Regions from separate parts of the Mus musculus genome. Here regions 2, 3, 4 and 5 are each linked to region 1. Evidence: chromatin contacts called from public HiChIP or PLAC-seq and promoter capture Hi-C data. All regions are on one chromosome and are shown on one strand. Each heading gives the region's core, a stretch centred on a gene start, on an enhancer-like site or on the middle of the called end of the contact. The rest is flanking DNA. Distances are from core to core; before and after follow the strand shown. Region 1 holds the start of Msh2 (mutS homolog 2). Region 2 holds the start of Ppp1r21 (protein phosphatase 1, regulatory subunit 21). Region 3 has its middle 21 kb from the start of Ppp1r21. Region 4 holds the start of Foxn2 (forkhead box N2). Region 5 overlaps Gm31615 (a long non-coding RNA gene).

Region 1 (2,618 bases), core at 56-2,555:
TCACATCTTAATCAGTTAATTAGCCCTTAAGAATGTTTATAACCCTGCAGTTTTTCCTGTCGGTTTACACCTCTTAGTCTCCATCTTTCTGTGTGTTTGTTTATCTACTTCTAAAACAGTGTGCAGTCTGCATCCATTCACTAGCACGGAAGAAAAACCAGATGCAACCTCTCTACCTCCCCCGCCTCCACCCTTTTCTTTATTGAGACAGGGTCTTGCTACACAGAAATCCAAAGCAGGATGTTTATTTATTTAGAACTCCAAAGCAGGTTATTTATTTATTTATTTATTTATTTAGGATGCAGTCTCTGGTAGCCCAAATTGACCTCCAGCTGCGTAGCCAAGGATAATACTGTACTGTGTTTCTTGCCAGACCCACTTTTAACTTTTGGCCCTTCTGACCTCCTGAGAGCTGGGGTTTCAAGTGTGTGTCACCCTACTCGTTTCCACATTTAATATATATATTTTTTCTTTAAATTAATAAGTGTCTGCACCTGACCTCCTCCACCCACACCGAGGATCTGGAGTTACCAGTTATGATGAGCTACACTAGTGATGGGGACTGAACTCAAGGTAGGCGACTATGAAAACATTAGGAAGTTAGGAAACTGCTGAGCCCCCAATCTGTCCTTTATTTGTTTATTTATTTATTTATTTATTTACCAGACAAGGTGCTGAGCCCCCATCTGTCCTTTATTTATTTATTTACCAGACAAGGTTTCTCTGTGTAGTCCTGACTTCCCTGGAACTCGATTGGTAGACCTGGCTGGCCTCAGAGGCCCCCCCGAGTGCTTGGATTAAGGGCATGCGCCACCACGCTCGGCTTGCCAAGTGTCTATTGGATGAATTCGTCAACCGATGGGCGAAATGCAAAACTGGGTCAGCAAGAGGTTGTGCAGAATATACCTGAAATTTTACCTATGGCAGTTTGCACTGCAAGTGTATAACGCACACTCAAGGCTGGGTGGGGGAAAAAAGATAGTTCTTTGTTTACAAGTTCTTTGTGATTTCACTCTTACGTTTCCGGTCACTTGATAAAACAAATTCCTAGCTGACCCCGCCTAGCACACCTACCCACCCACCAGGCGGACTTGAAAGCGCAGCCTCTGGAAGGCCTGCAAGGCTGCAGAAGTCGGACGCATGCGCAGTAGCTAGAGTCCTAGAGTTCGCGGGAAGCTGGGACCTTGCTCGCTTATGATTGGCTACTGCGGTAGACTCCCACCCACCGGGGCGCAGCGCTGCATGGTGATTGGGCGAGCCCACAGAGGCCGGACGAGGTTTAGGGGGCGAGGTTGGGGAGGCGGGAAACGACGCGGCCAGCGCAGGGTCGCTCTGTGCTCTAGTGGTGTTGGTGTGGAGCGGCTCGGAAATGGCGGTGCAGCCTAAGGAGACGCTGCAGTTGGAAGGCGCGGCCGAGGCGGGCTTCGTGCGCTTCTTTGAGGGCATGCCGGAGAAGCCGAGCACCACGGTGCGCCTCTTCGACCGCGGCGACTTTTACACGGCGCACGGAGAGGACGCGCTGCTGGCGGCCCGCGAGGTGTTCAAGACCCAGGGCGTGATCAAGTACATGGGGCCGGCAGGTGAGGGCAGCCGCGGCGGCGGGGCCCGGGCCGGCTCGGGGCCGCGTTGCCGGAAACCTGGGCGCATGCAGCGGTGGGGCTGCGGCGGAGCGCCCCGCCCGAGAGCTGCCTCCCCGGGCCACGCGTTTAGCATCTTGTTTTGGTTCGCTTCCGCACAGTGCGCTGGGCGGCTGCACACCGCCGAGTCCAGGCTGTCCTCGGACGCCTCGAGTTCCAGCCTCCCAAGTTGATAGGATTAGAGTCTTGTGTCACCGTGGGTACCTCCAAATCAATAACAGCCCGCAGCCTAGGAGCGAGGAGTGGAGGGCGTTTTGAGAGCTTCCTTTAAGACACCCTCATTTGCCAATAGGCTGTGTTTTGTTTTGTTTTTTTTAAACCGTCTCGCTTGAGAACCTGGGATGGACCATTGCTGAAGGGCAGTATCGCCAAGTGGTCAGGACCTAGGATATGCCCTGGAGCTGAACTGCCCGGATTTCAGTTGTGGATCCCCTACTGTTTGCTGAGTGCGGTTGAGCTAGTTGGAAAGCTGTGCTTAGCTAGCTAGCTAGCTAGCTTTCTTTCTTTCTTTCTTTCTTTCTTTTTTTTTTCTGCCACCTTGGCTCTCACCACTCAGCATCATCTCTCCCTAAAAGGCTTCAGAACTCATTTGTGGCCTAGGAAGATTAATTTGATCACCATAATAACCTCTCCCCCACCCACCCCCGTTGCTTTTTCTTTCAATTACATTGAATGTCCATTATATCATACTTTGGAGTTGTGAGTTCTAATTTTTTTTTTTTTTTTGGTTTTTCGAGACAGGGCTTCTCTGTTATAGCTCTGGCTATCCTAGAACTCACTCTGTAGACCAGGCTGGCCTCGAACTCAGAAATCCACCTGCCTTCCAAGTGCTGGGATTAAAGACGTGCGCTACCACCGCCCAGCATGAGTTCTAATTCTTTATGCTGTTATATGCAAATGGATGTTACAGACATCGTATTTCTGCCTGGTCTGTGCTAGGTAATAGTCTGCTGCCTTCACAACCAGTTGAATTTGTTTTTG
Region 2 (2,618 bases), core at 63-2,562, 860 kb after region 1:
TGTACAGCTACAGTGTACTCATATACATTAAATAAAATAAAAATCGGAATAATGTTACTTCACATATTATGGAGATTATACACACACACACACACACACACACACAGTACATACTGTGTGTGTGTAGTCCAGACTGCTCTCAAACTTGACTTCCTCATGCCTCAGCCTCCCAAATGCTAGGACTGCTGGTATGACTAAACATGTCTGGCTACTTCCACTTCATAATTTTTAAGATTATTTATAGTATATTACAATTCACTATTTTTTTTTTAAAGACAGAGTTTCACTGGCTGGCCTGAAACTTAATATGTAAACCAGTAGAGATCCATTTGCCTGTCTGCCTTCTAAGTACTGAGATTAAAGGTTTATACAGCTGCACCCAGTGCAATTGACTTATTTAGCATAATGTTCATATGTATGTGTTTGTGTACAAATGTAGTTCATTAGTTTCAACTGTCATATTATGTCTCAAGAAACACATATCTTTCTTCATTCATATTATTCTAACAAGAAATACTTCAATGCTATACCTACATTAATCCTCAACAGAACTGTCAAAAATATTTTAAATGAAAAGGAGCAGTTTTTCATCATAAGGTATCTCAAGATATCTAGTCTAGCCGTTTTTTTTTTAAAAACAAAACAAAACATTAATGGTCTTTACATCTCAATGCGTGGTAGAAATTTTCAGAAACTGTATGTTCTTTTACGGCTTAAAATGTTCTGATAGATGAATAAGGGTCAGGGGCGGGCATGTGGCATTTGAGTAGAGAAAGGTCAATGACAAAACACAGAAGACAATGAAGGTTTTCTGATCTGAGAAGGGGAGAAGGGCAAACGGTATAAATATGTGCTAGGTTGGACGGTTTACAGTGTAGCACAAGTCTGGGTATCCAGATAATGAATGAGAAGGCGGAAAACAAGCTTCCAAGAAGCAAGCGACTGACGCTAGGCGGTTGCTATGGCGACTAGGGGACTGGGTAGCCAGAATTCTTGATGTTCTTAGAATGCTTCTCCTTGCATCCTCTGTCTCTCCCTTCGGTGTTCCATCCATTCCGTAGGCACTCATTCTCCTCCCGCTTGATTCTGGCTCGCCCGGAAACGGGTCGCCATCTTCCCGCCTCTTCCAACATGGCGTCTAGGGTCTCAGGAGGGGCAAAAGCACCGCACAGGCGGGTCCGTCGGGCCGCACATGCGCGAACCGGAGCACCAGAGGGCGGGGCGGTGATGTCAAGACGTCGCCCCGCCCCCGGTGGTCGCCCCGCCTCTGGTCCCGCTCCTCCTCCCTCCCGCCTGGAAACCCGGAAGTGGAGGAGGAGGAGGCGCGGCGGCGGCGGCGGTGCTGCAGAAGCTGGCTGAGCCCTGCCCGGGAGGAGCAAGTGTGGGGTTGGGGGCGGGGGGCGGGGCTCGGCAGCCCGGGCGGCCAGGCCTGGACGGGGCGGGGGAGGCCATGGCCTCCGCAGAGTTGCAGGGGAAGTACCAGAAGCTGGCTCAGGAGTACTCGAAGGTACCCATCGTGGGTGGGGGAGACAGGGGTTTCTGGCCCGGAGGCCTCAGCTGGCCGTGGCAGCGATTTGGGATGGTGGGGGGGATGCAGAGGGCTCCTCCTCTCCTCTCCACCTCCTGCTTCCACCATTACGATGCCTCCACCTGCAGCTCCATGGAGATAGGGCCGGGCGGTGTCTGGGTCCGTGTGCGTCTCTGCAGAAAGGAGCTGGAGTTTGAGTCTTCCTTCTCGCTGGACCAGCAGGCTTAGAAATGGAATGACAGAAATCCAAGGCACAGCTCTTGGTGCTAGCCTGAGGGGAAGGGAGGAATGAGGGACCACCCTATGCTCTCTGCTTTCTCAGTTCGCCCGATGATGGGGAAATCACCATCTCCTTTTCGCGAGGAGATGCTTTTAAAGTTAAAACGACTTATTTGCCACCACATCAGTTTGGGAGCGTAAACGGCCTCATTGGGATGGGTGCTTTGGAATACAGATGTTGTCGCCACTGATTTTGACAGCTTGGGTGGTGGGGCTGATGTCTTTTTCTCTTGCACCTTCCTTCCGTGGAATGGGGCAGTGCACACCGCAGGTTCTCCTTAAATACAGAATTATGCAAAACAGGGACCCGGCCTTCTGAAGTGTCAGTCTTTCAAATGGTGAAACCTTTTTCTTGGACAAGGGTGGTGCAGTTTCTGGGTAGGGTTTTCTGCCTGAAGAATATTCTAATGAAGTTATTAAAGCAGAATCTCACGCCTTTGAAAAGGATTCGGTAGTCGTGTTTAATTTCCAATTATCTTGGCATTCACAGAAGCAATGAAAAGATTTCGCCCTTTTTCTAATTTGAAAAAAAAAAAAACCCAAGTGTACGACATCCCCCTTTATGATTTTATTAAGCTTGTATTTGGGAAGGTAAAGTGAAATATAAAGAAATGATACTGGCACCTAAGCGTGCACCCTTAAGTCCTCAGCATCAGATGGGAGCCTTGATGGCATTCAGCTTATCACTCACCTTGTCCACTCCCTTTGTAGTTCCGTCTGAAATCCTCGTAGACTTCTGTGGCTCAGCGCCTGAGATAGTGCATTGTCTTTTGGGGGAGGATTCCCTTGTTTGGAACAGTTCCATATAACG
Region 3 (2,618 bases), core at 37-2,536, 840 kb after region 1:
TAACTTTCAGTGCTATTATTGCTATTATGTTGCTCTCAGCCCAAATCTCCTTTATCATGCTCAAACGATCATTTTTTCTGTTAACCAAACCGTTTGACTTACATCTGTCGTTCTAGGAACATTGTCATCCATCACAAATACTTAACTGCAGATAGATGTTTATATTTCCATTTTTAAAGCTCATTTATTGTATATAGCTCAGTCTAAATAACCGGAACTGTAATCTCATAAAAGCTAAAAATGAAAGGGAATTTGTAAAATTTATTTTGCAAGCAAATAAGGTGTAAAAATATTATCAAAAATTTTCACAGGGATGTTGTGGGATCTCTATAAAAACAGCAACTTTTTTTTTGGCGTCTAGCTAGCATGTAATAAATGAAGTCACCACAAAGTTTATACTTCCAGAAACAGGCATGCCCTCAAAGACATCTCTCTCTCTCTCTCTCTCTCTCTCTCTCTCTCTCTCTCATGCGAGTGCGTACATGCGCTCTCGCTCAGAGTCCTATACTAACGAATCTCTGTGACCCAGGCCCAAGTCCTGAGCGCTCTCTGCAGCACACCTATCGCAGAGCCCTGTGTCTAGTTCTGTCTGTTGGTTTGTCCAATGCTGCCTTGGTACCTGCATCTCTTTGTTTCCTGTTCCACAATAGGTTACAAGCTTACAAGCACCACTTTCCACAGTGTTCTCTTCTTCCTAGAGCTTCGTACTCTCCCCAAAACTTTCCTTTAACCTTGGCGCCTCCCTGAATCGTTCTCCTCTGTACTCCACCATCAGTCTGCCAAGAAATCCAGGTGTATTCAGTCATGCCCAGAACCTGCTAGCTCCTCGGGGCCTCCTCTACCGCTCACCTCTGAGACTGTCTTATTCCCCCACTACCAGACTTCCCTGGAGCCGGGCTTCTACCCTACTGTCTCCTTTAGTCCCCGCAGGCTCTGCCCTCAGCACTGCAGCAAGTGTGACCCTGTATCAGGAGTCAGACACTGTCAGCATTAGCCGTCCTGAGCGGCTGAAGCTGGGAGCTGATCGCTCCTAGATCTCTGCTCAGACTTTACACCTTTACATACACCGGTGCCTGGTGGAATCAGCAAAGCTGCAAGCTAGTGCTTTGATTTCTCTTTTAGAGCCGCGTTTCCCAGTAGCTGGCCACTCCCACAGTTACCCCCTTTGGAACAGTTCAGAAAGCCTGCCCATGCCTTCTGCTTCTCTCTCTTCCTTGCCTGTGCCACGCCAGTCCCTCCCTTTGCTGTTCCCCAAATGTGCTGCACACCCTCTGCTCCCAATGCCCAGGGCCCCGCCCCCAGGCGCCTACACCTCTCATCTGTGAGTCACCATTCAAGAGTCACTTCTCCCTCTCCAACTCCCCTGACCTCTTCCCCTTTCTACTGCCAACAAAATTCTGACTTAGTGTAGCATGCATCACTAGAATGCCCCTCCAGGAGGTCAAGTATTTGACTGTCCTCTGTACAGCTGTGTCCCATAGCTCAACCCAGTGTCCCTCGGTAAGCCACTCATGTACCCACTGACTGGGGGACCAGATCAGTTCCCATCTCCTTTGTAATCTTGCCAAGCTCTACACTTCTCTCCACCACGGGAGCGTCTCACTCACTACCCAGCCCCGACTGTGGCTGTATATGAATTCTTCAGTACCTACCTCAGTGCCCAGTGCACATGACAGCCAGAATTTTTTTTATATTATATATTTTTTAAAGATTTATTTATTTATTATATGTAAGTACACTGTAGCTGTCTTCAGACACCCCAGAAGAGGGCGTCAGATTTCGTTATGGATGGTTGTGAGCCACCATGTGGTTGCTGGGATTTGAACTCCAGACCTTTTGGAAGAGCAGTCGGGTACTCTTACCCACTGAGCCATCTCGTCAGCCCGACAGCCAGAATTTAATTATCACAGTCCTCGTGATAGCACCGTTTGGATGGCCCGGAGTGGGCAGGGATCAGGAGATTTGGAGAATGTGGGACAAAAGATGGTGGTCTTCTGTAGTCTCAGCTTTGAACATGACAGGTATATTCTCTCTCTCTCTCTCTCTCTCTCTCTCTCTCTCTCTCTCTCTCTCTCTCTCTCCTTCCCTCCCTCTCTCTCCTCTCTTTCTGGATAGGGCTAACCTAGAACCCACCCCCTAAGTAAACAAGGCTGTCTTGGAACTCACAGAGAGCCACCTGTCTCTGCCTCCCCAGTGCTGGGATTGAAGGCGTGACTACAGAAAGCACCAGAAAGGGGAAAAAAAAAAAAGTATCCTTTGTCGTGCTCCTCCCAATCTCTCTCATCAGCTGTCATTCCTGTCTTTGCGAAGCCTTCCTCTCCCTTGCTCCCCAGGCCTGTTTTGTACACAGAGGCAGTGCCTCAGTGATGAGGGGCTTTCAGAAGGTTTCTTGTTCTCAAATACTTTCTTACATCCCAGCGCTGCGATCCTTGGGGTCTGTTTGCACAGTCTCAGGGGAGAAAATGACAGACGTGGAGGATATTTTTAATTTTCAAATGGCTTTATGGGGGTTCAGTGCTTGCCTGGCATAATGATCCCAGCACTCAGGGAGGCCGGAGTTATAAGTCACCCTTAGATTTTCTTAGAGATCCAGGCTAGCTGGGCAAATGAGTGTGTAT
Region 4 (2,618 bases), core at 57-2,556, 770 kb after region 1:
GAATAGTCCTCTCTCTCTCTCTCTCCCTATGTAGATGGCCTTAAACATTTGAGTCTCCTATGTCCTCCTTCCAAGTTCCAGGATTACAGGAATGAGGCACTATACCCTGCTTTCCTTTTGAGACAGACTTCTTTTTTTTTTTTTTTTTTTTTTTTTTTCTGAGGCAGGGTTTCTCTGTGTAGCCCTGGCTGTCCTGGAACTCACTCTGTAGACCAGGCTGGCCTCGAACTCAGAAATCCGCCTGCCTCTGCCTCCCGAGTGCTGGGATGAAAGGCGCGCGCCACCACCGCGCAGCTGAGACAGAAACTTCTTATGAAGGCCAGGGTGACCTCTAAATCTTGGCACTCCTCCAGCCTCACCCTACCCAGTACTGATACATAAACCTTCACTGCCAAGGGCAGTTTGATAGGCTACTTCTAGGCTTCAGTTTCCTTCTATGTAAAGGGAATTCCTGAAATTGTAGAGTTGGCAGATTCACTAAAACATGAAGCAACCAGAAAGTATACCCCGAAGGGAATGTCCTTAACATTAAAAATTATTCTACATTTGTCTGCAATTCAGAATTAACTGGCCACTCCCGTTTTATCTAGCAGCACTGTACCCGCAATACAGTGTAGGCAATACGTGTACAATGCATATTAAGTCCTTATTACTGTACACAGCAATTAGTGAGAGCTCTGTACATTTTTGTTGTTGCTGTGTTGCCTTTTATTACTGGTTTTTAATTTGGGAGACAGAGTCTCAGAAAATCTTTAGTAAAATTTGGATCTGATTCCAAAGCCCCATTTCCCCTCTAAAATCTGCTCTGCATAGAGTTTCCACGGCACTTCAGTCAGAAGAAGGTAGCGTTGTTCTCAAGAAAGCTTCCCGGTCCCCACACTTTCAAAGCCAAGGGGCTGTTCGGGCCGTCGCGGCAGCCCCAGCACACGCGTCGCGGGCGGACACTCGCGCGTCCCGCGCCAGCTCGTCCACTCAGCAGCCGCGCCGCGCCTCGGTCGCCCTCCCATAGGTCCTTCCGGGCGACAGGCGAGGGCTTTTCATTTTCCCGCCTGCACGCCCAGCTCCGTAAACCTCAGCGTCCCCTCGCTTTGCCTTCCGAGCCCGCTCCACCCTTCCGGACGCCACCTTCCCCCCCACCCGCCTGCAGGACGACAGCTCGGAGGGGCGGCCGCCGCCCTGGTAGGAGGCGGGACGAGGCAAGGGCGGGCTGCGGGAGGCGGGACGGAAGGAGGGGCGGGGCCAAGCGCCTTGGCGCCGCGTTGTCATGGCAGCGGGGCGGGGAGGAGGGGAGGAAGCGAGCAGGCGGGAGGGGTGGGGGGGGGGGGGATGTGGTGCTGCGGCGGCCGCCACCGCAGCTGCCACTGCCTGCTCGCGCCTGGGTGTCCCGGAGGCGGCTGCTGGGAGCCACGGGAGCAGCTGCGGTGCTCTGCCATATTGTGTCTGGCCCGGCCCGGCCCTCGCCTCTGGTTCGCGGCGGCTGAGTGACGGTGAGTCCCCGGGGTCGCGCGGCGCGGCGCGGCGCGGAGGCAGCGTGTGCGGCCGGCGCTGGGCGTGGGGGCGCGGAGGCGGCTGTCCCGTGACGCGCCGGGACATTTTTGTGTCCCGGGAAGAATTGGCGCCCCTGCGCGGGGGTGTACCCGGCGCGCGGCTCCGGCAGAGCGTGGGCTGCCCCGGGGGTGTGGAACCGAGGCGAGCACGGGTCCCCGGGAGTGAGGAGTTAGGAGTTTTCTCCCGAGGTAATGACCGTACCGGAGGGGGCGTCGCGCAGTCGGAGCCACAGAGGGCAGAGGACGCCCAGGCGGAAACCTGCGACCCCGGGAGTTGCTGCTCTAAGAGTCCCGGGGAGCCCGCGCCAGCCACGTCGCCGCTCCGGCTCCCATCCGAGCGGGACGCGCGCGGCGTGGAGTCCCAGTCCGGGGCCCGGCCCGGCCCGGGCGGGATGGCTGGGCCCGGAGAAGTAGTGCCCAGGAGGACTCGCGTAAACTTCGGGCGCGGGGCCCCGATGTGGGGTGGCGACCCCAGCCCGGTTCTCGCGGCCGGAGGCGCCCCCAAGCCTGGCTGGCCCGGGCCGGGGGTGGGGTGGGGTGGGGTGGGGGTGGGACTTGGACTGTTTCGGCGTTGCAACATGTGCACTTCCTGTTCGCCATCTCCTTCGGGGCCGAGGTTACTTCTGCCCTCCGGCCCGGCGCTCGGGCCGGGAGGGTGCGCGGTGGTCCGCGGCCTTGAGCTTGGGTGCCGGCCGGCGTGCAGTGCCCGGCAGCCCGAAGCCGAGCCGGGGAGGTTAGGGGCAGGGAGTCCACGTGCTCGGTGCTCGGTCTTGCACTGCAAACTCCGCCCCCGGCTGCCCTCCGGCAAAATGCCTGGGTTCCCACCGCCGCACCTCACGCGAGTTGGGGGTAGCAATTTCATTGGGAAGCCGCGCTCTCGAGATCTTCTTGCACTTGGTTTCTGCTTTAAAGCTTTCCTTTTTCCACCTTTTGGGTGGCGGTGGGAGGAGTCATAAGTGCAGAGAAATGACAGACTTTTTTTTTTTTTCCCCTACTTGCAACTCCGCTGTGAGCGGTTAATTATTTCCAGGTTAGTTGGTGCTCTTTTCTCCTGTCTTCTGATTGTGACAG
Region 5 (2,618 bases), core at 58-2,557, 580 kb after region 1:
CTATTTGTTCTCTAGATCAAAATATATCCATCTTACTAATGTTACTACTTTTTAAAAACAGAGATTCATTATATACATTTTAGCAGAATACAATAAATACTTATTATACTAAGTAACAATAATCACAATAATTCGACTTGTAAAATAAAATACAATTAAGGTGGCCCAGGTGCCCAGTAATGAGTTTGAAGTAATGACTCATAAGTGCGAAGACTTCCCTGACTGGGTTTCTAACGTGATTACAAGTGGGTCATAAAAGTGAGTGTGAGAAACTAGCTTCCCAAACCAGGATCACCATTTACTGGAATCCATGAGTTCAGAGTAAGGCAGTAATCTTCTGGGGAGAAATGACTACTGTTGACTCATTAATCCAATAACTCTGTACTAATTACAGTGCCTCAGTTTCCCTATTTTATGAAGTTGTCACCTGCCTGCCGCTCAGTTGTGTTTGGAAAGTCCAGGGAGATAATAGTGTGTTTTGAAAATAAGGAATACATTATAAATGCTAAATAATAATAACAATAATAACAGGGAGTCTCTAATGACAGGGGTCCTTTAATAATACTCATCGAGTGTAATAGCATCACTAACCAGTAGGAACAAGACAGAGTGCGTTTGTCTTCTTAATCATCAGTTTGTCTCATGGGAAATTGGTAGAGAGAGGACTGGCGCCTCACACCGAGCCCCCACAGGCTTGCCAACCCGGTGACTCCTGCCCTCCAACTAGCACCTGCTTCGTTTCTCTTTAAGAAGGCGAGCGGTGTAACAGAAAGAAGGGGACAGAGGTATCCCAGCTCACATCCTAAGCCCAGAGAACAGGATTATAAAGTTTCAGTCCATAGCTGGTTGTAGAAAGAAAAGAAAAATAGGCTTGAGACCAAAGAGAGCAAAGGGCTTAGGGGGACGAAGGACCAAGGTAGCCACGAGGTGGCGACAATCCAGCTGGAAAGACCCGCTCGGGTGGCATAGATGGTTCGCAACCGAGGAAGGAACTTCCATAGACACAAAGAAGGGGTCTTCGGAACGGGGAAAAGGCATTTTGTCTGCTTCGCCGGCAGCGTATCGGGAGTTAGACATGACGAAGGCGACCTGGAGAAGGAGCGAGCAGCTCTCTTGTCATTCCTTGGGCTTCCACTTCCCAGGACCGCAGCCCTTGGTGTAGGGAGAATTTTGTGCAAAATCACCCGAAAAAGGTTTGACCCCCTCCTGCCGCCCGGAGGCCAGCCAGATGCTTCCCCGCAGCGACATTCCCAGGATTCCAGCCCGGGAGAGGACGATTTTGAGCCCAGCCACAGGCCTTGGGCCAGTATCTGGCTGCAACTGCGGGTCGGACTTAGCTCGGCAAGGCAAACCGGCCAGCTCACCCGGGGGCCGGGTCCTTGGAGCCCCTTGGGATCCGACCTTGGGGGAGGCTGCACCCTGGCTCTGGAAAGTGCAGCGGCCGTAGGGCGTGCCCGTAGCTCGGCTGCACCGGGTGCCTGGGAAAATGTCCGGAGCTGAGCGAGGCCCAGGGGGTAGGGGTGGGGGGTGGGGGTGCTCTGCTAGTTTTCTTTTGTTTCAGTGTGAATGTGAACACAACCACACCCTCGTTTGTGCTGGGCAGGAGGTAGCTGGCTTTGAAACTCCACTATTAGGAAATTTGAAATAGGGTTGTTAGGAAACTCCCTCGCAATTCTTAGGGCCGTCCTGGGCTGCCGAGCTTGGGCTCTAGCTGTCTGCCTGGTGCCATGCCTAGCCTACTGAGGTGCTACAATCTTTGGCCTGCCTAGAAGCCATGGGCGAATCCATGGCCCTCCCGCTTGGACCATGGTCAGCGATCAGGAAATCCGGGCAAGCTACTCACGGGCCCACCCCTCTGGGGTGTGGGGCGGGAGCCCTTGAGGAACACATGCCCCCGCAGGACTGCCTTATTTAAGCCCCACAGCATCATCACCTGCATTTTGCAGATGAGGGAAGCAAGCCTTTGGTACTGAGTAATTTGCCCGAGAATCTCAACTCTTAGAGGGGCTGGGATTTTACACTGGACCTGCATTTTTCTCCGAAGCCCTAGGCTATCTATGCTGCCTCCTACAGCCCCGCCAAGAGCCAACTGGGAGAAATATAAATAGAGCCAGGAATGAGCTTAAATTTTGGCAGGACAACCGAGGTTATTTTGGACTCTTCTTGCCTTTGAATGCAGACTGGAAAACAGCTAGTGTAAGCTCCACCTTCATCAACAAATGTTTTCCGTTTGTGTTTTATACCAGGAAACTAAGCACTGAGGTATCCCAGCGAACAGGACAGATCATATTAGTGTGTGATTGCACGAGTGTTTGGTGAGCTAATTATTAAGCTGTTAACTGAAAAACTGCCAATCTGGGCACTAGAGGGAGACTCCAGGCAGCAGGAGGAAGGGCAGTGTTCTTGCTGTAGGCAATCCCAGTAGGTTTCCCCTAGCAGGGTGGTTGGTTCCAATCAGATCTCTCCAGTGTTCCCAGCCAGTCTGTGTGCGGGTCAGCTGTGTCATAACCAGAGCAGGGCAGCATCCACTTCTCTGCAGCCTGAGCTCAGGTACCAGAGTTCTCCTTAGTGTTCCCTAGTCCTGGCAGGGTAACTGGGCCTCCTTACACCCTTCCTAT

Evidence for each region. Promoter capture Hi-C pulls out the DNA fragments that hold promoters and counts their contacts. HiChIP or PLAC-seq counts read pairs in DNA pulled down with a chosen protein or histone mark.
Region 2: a contact with region 1 is called in a FOXA1 HiChIP or PLAC-seq map of pancreatic cancer cells. The contact joins the promoter of Ppp1r21 here to the promoter of Msh2 in region 1. A contact is called at or near these places in 7 of 39 promoter capture datasets (the C10 cell line, the HPC-7 cell line, HPC-7-derived erythroid cells and 4 more) and 4 of 115 datasets of contacts at active chromatin or transcription factors (astrocytes, embryonic forebrain, large pre-B cells and 1 more).
Region 3: a contact with region 1 is called in an H3K27ac HiChIP or PLAC-seq map of embryonic stem cells, with 2.8 times the contacts expected there. The contact joins the enhancer-like site here to the promoter of Msh2 in region 1. A contact is called at or near these places in 6 of 39 promoter capture datasets (the C10 cell line, the HPC-7 cell line, HPC-7-derived erythroid cells and 3 more) and 4 of 115 datasets of contacts at active chromatin or transcription factors (embryonic stem cells and large pre-B cells).
Region 4: a promoter capture Hi-C map of pre-B cells shows a contact between it and region 1, with 4 times the contacts expected there. The contact joins the promoter of Foxn2 here to the promoter of Msh2 in region 1. A contact is called at or near these places in 7 of 39 promoter capture datasets (3T3-L1-derived adipocytes, the C10 cell line, the HPC-7 cell line and 3 more), 2 of 484 Hi-C or Micro-C datasets (both in embryonic stem cells) and 2 of 115 datasets of contacts at active chromatin or transcription factors (embryonic forebrain and pancreatic cancer cells).
Region 5: a contact with region 1 is called in an H3K27ac HiChIP or PLAC-seq map of large pre-B cells, with 2.7 times the contacts expected there. The contact joins the enhancer-like site here to the promoter of Msh2 in region 1. A contact is called at or near these places in 3 of 39 promoter capture datasets (the C10 cell line, hippocampal neurons and pre-B cells) and 1 of 115 datasets of contacts at active chromatin or transcription factors (large pre-B cells).

The regions. Positions count from the first base shown.
Region 1 is chr17:87,671,227-87,673,844 of GRCm38.p6, forward strand. Msh2 (mutS homolog 2) reads left to right here and starts at 1,306. Exons shown (of 16, transcript NM_008628.3): 1 at 1,306-1,580. The coding sequence starts at 1,370.
Region 2 is chr17:88,528,812-88,531,429 of GRCm38.p6, forward strand. It overlaps Ppp1r21 (protein phosphatase 1, regulatory subunit 21), which reads left to right and starts at 1,313. Exons shown (of 22, transcript NM_028658.4): 1 at 1,313-1,507. The coding sequence starts at 1,451.
Region 3 is chr17:88,507,990-88,510,607 of GRCm38.p6, forward strand. No RefSeq gene overlaps it. Among named protein-coding and RNA genes, the nearest start is that of Ppp1r21, 21 kb to the right of the region's middle. Within about 2 kb of position 1,287, at least 115 of the 459 cell types and tissues checked have an H3K27ac peak or open chromatin away from gene starts, as enhancers often do. A contact at or near this core is called in the HPC-7 cell line and embryonic stem cells, where this site is marked.
Region 4 is chr17:88,439,398-88,442,015 of GRCm38.p6, forward strand. It overlaps Foxn2 (forkhead box N2), which reads left to right and starts at 1,307. Exons shown (of 6, transcript NM_180974.5): 1 at 1,307-1,487.
Region 5 is chr17:88,254,959-88,257,576 of GRCm38.p6, forward strand. The region is part of intron 3 of Gm31615 (a long non-coding RNA gene); the gene reads right to left. Among named protein-coding and RNA genes, the nearest start is that of 1700116H05Rik, 51 kb to the right of the region's middle. Within about 2 kb of position 1,308, at least 289 of the 459 cell types and tissues checked have an H3K27ac peak or open chromatin away from gene starts, as enhancers often do. A contact at or near this core is called in hippocampal neurons, where this site is marked.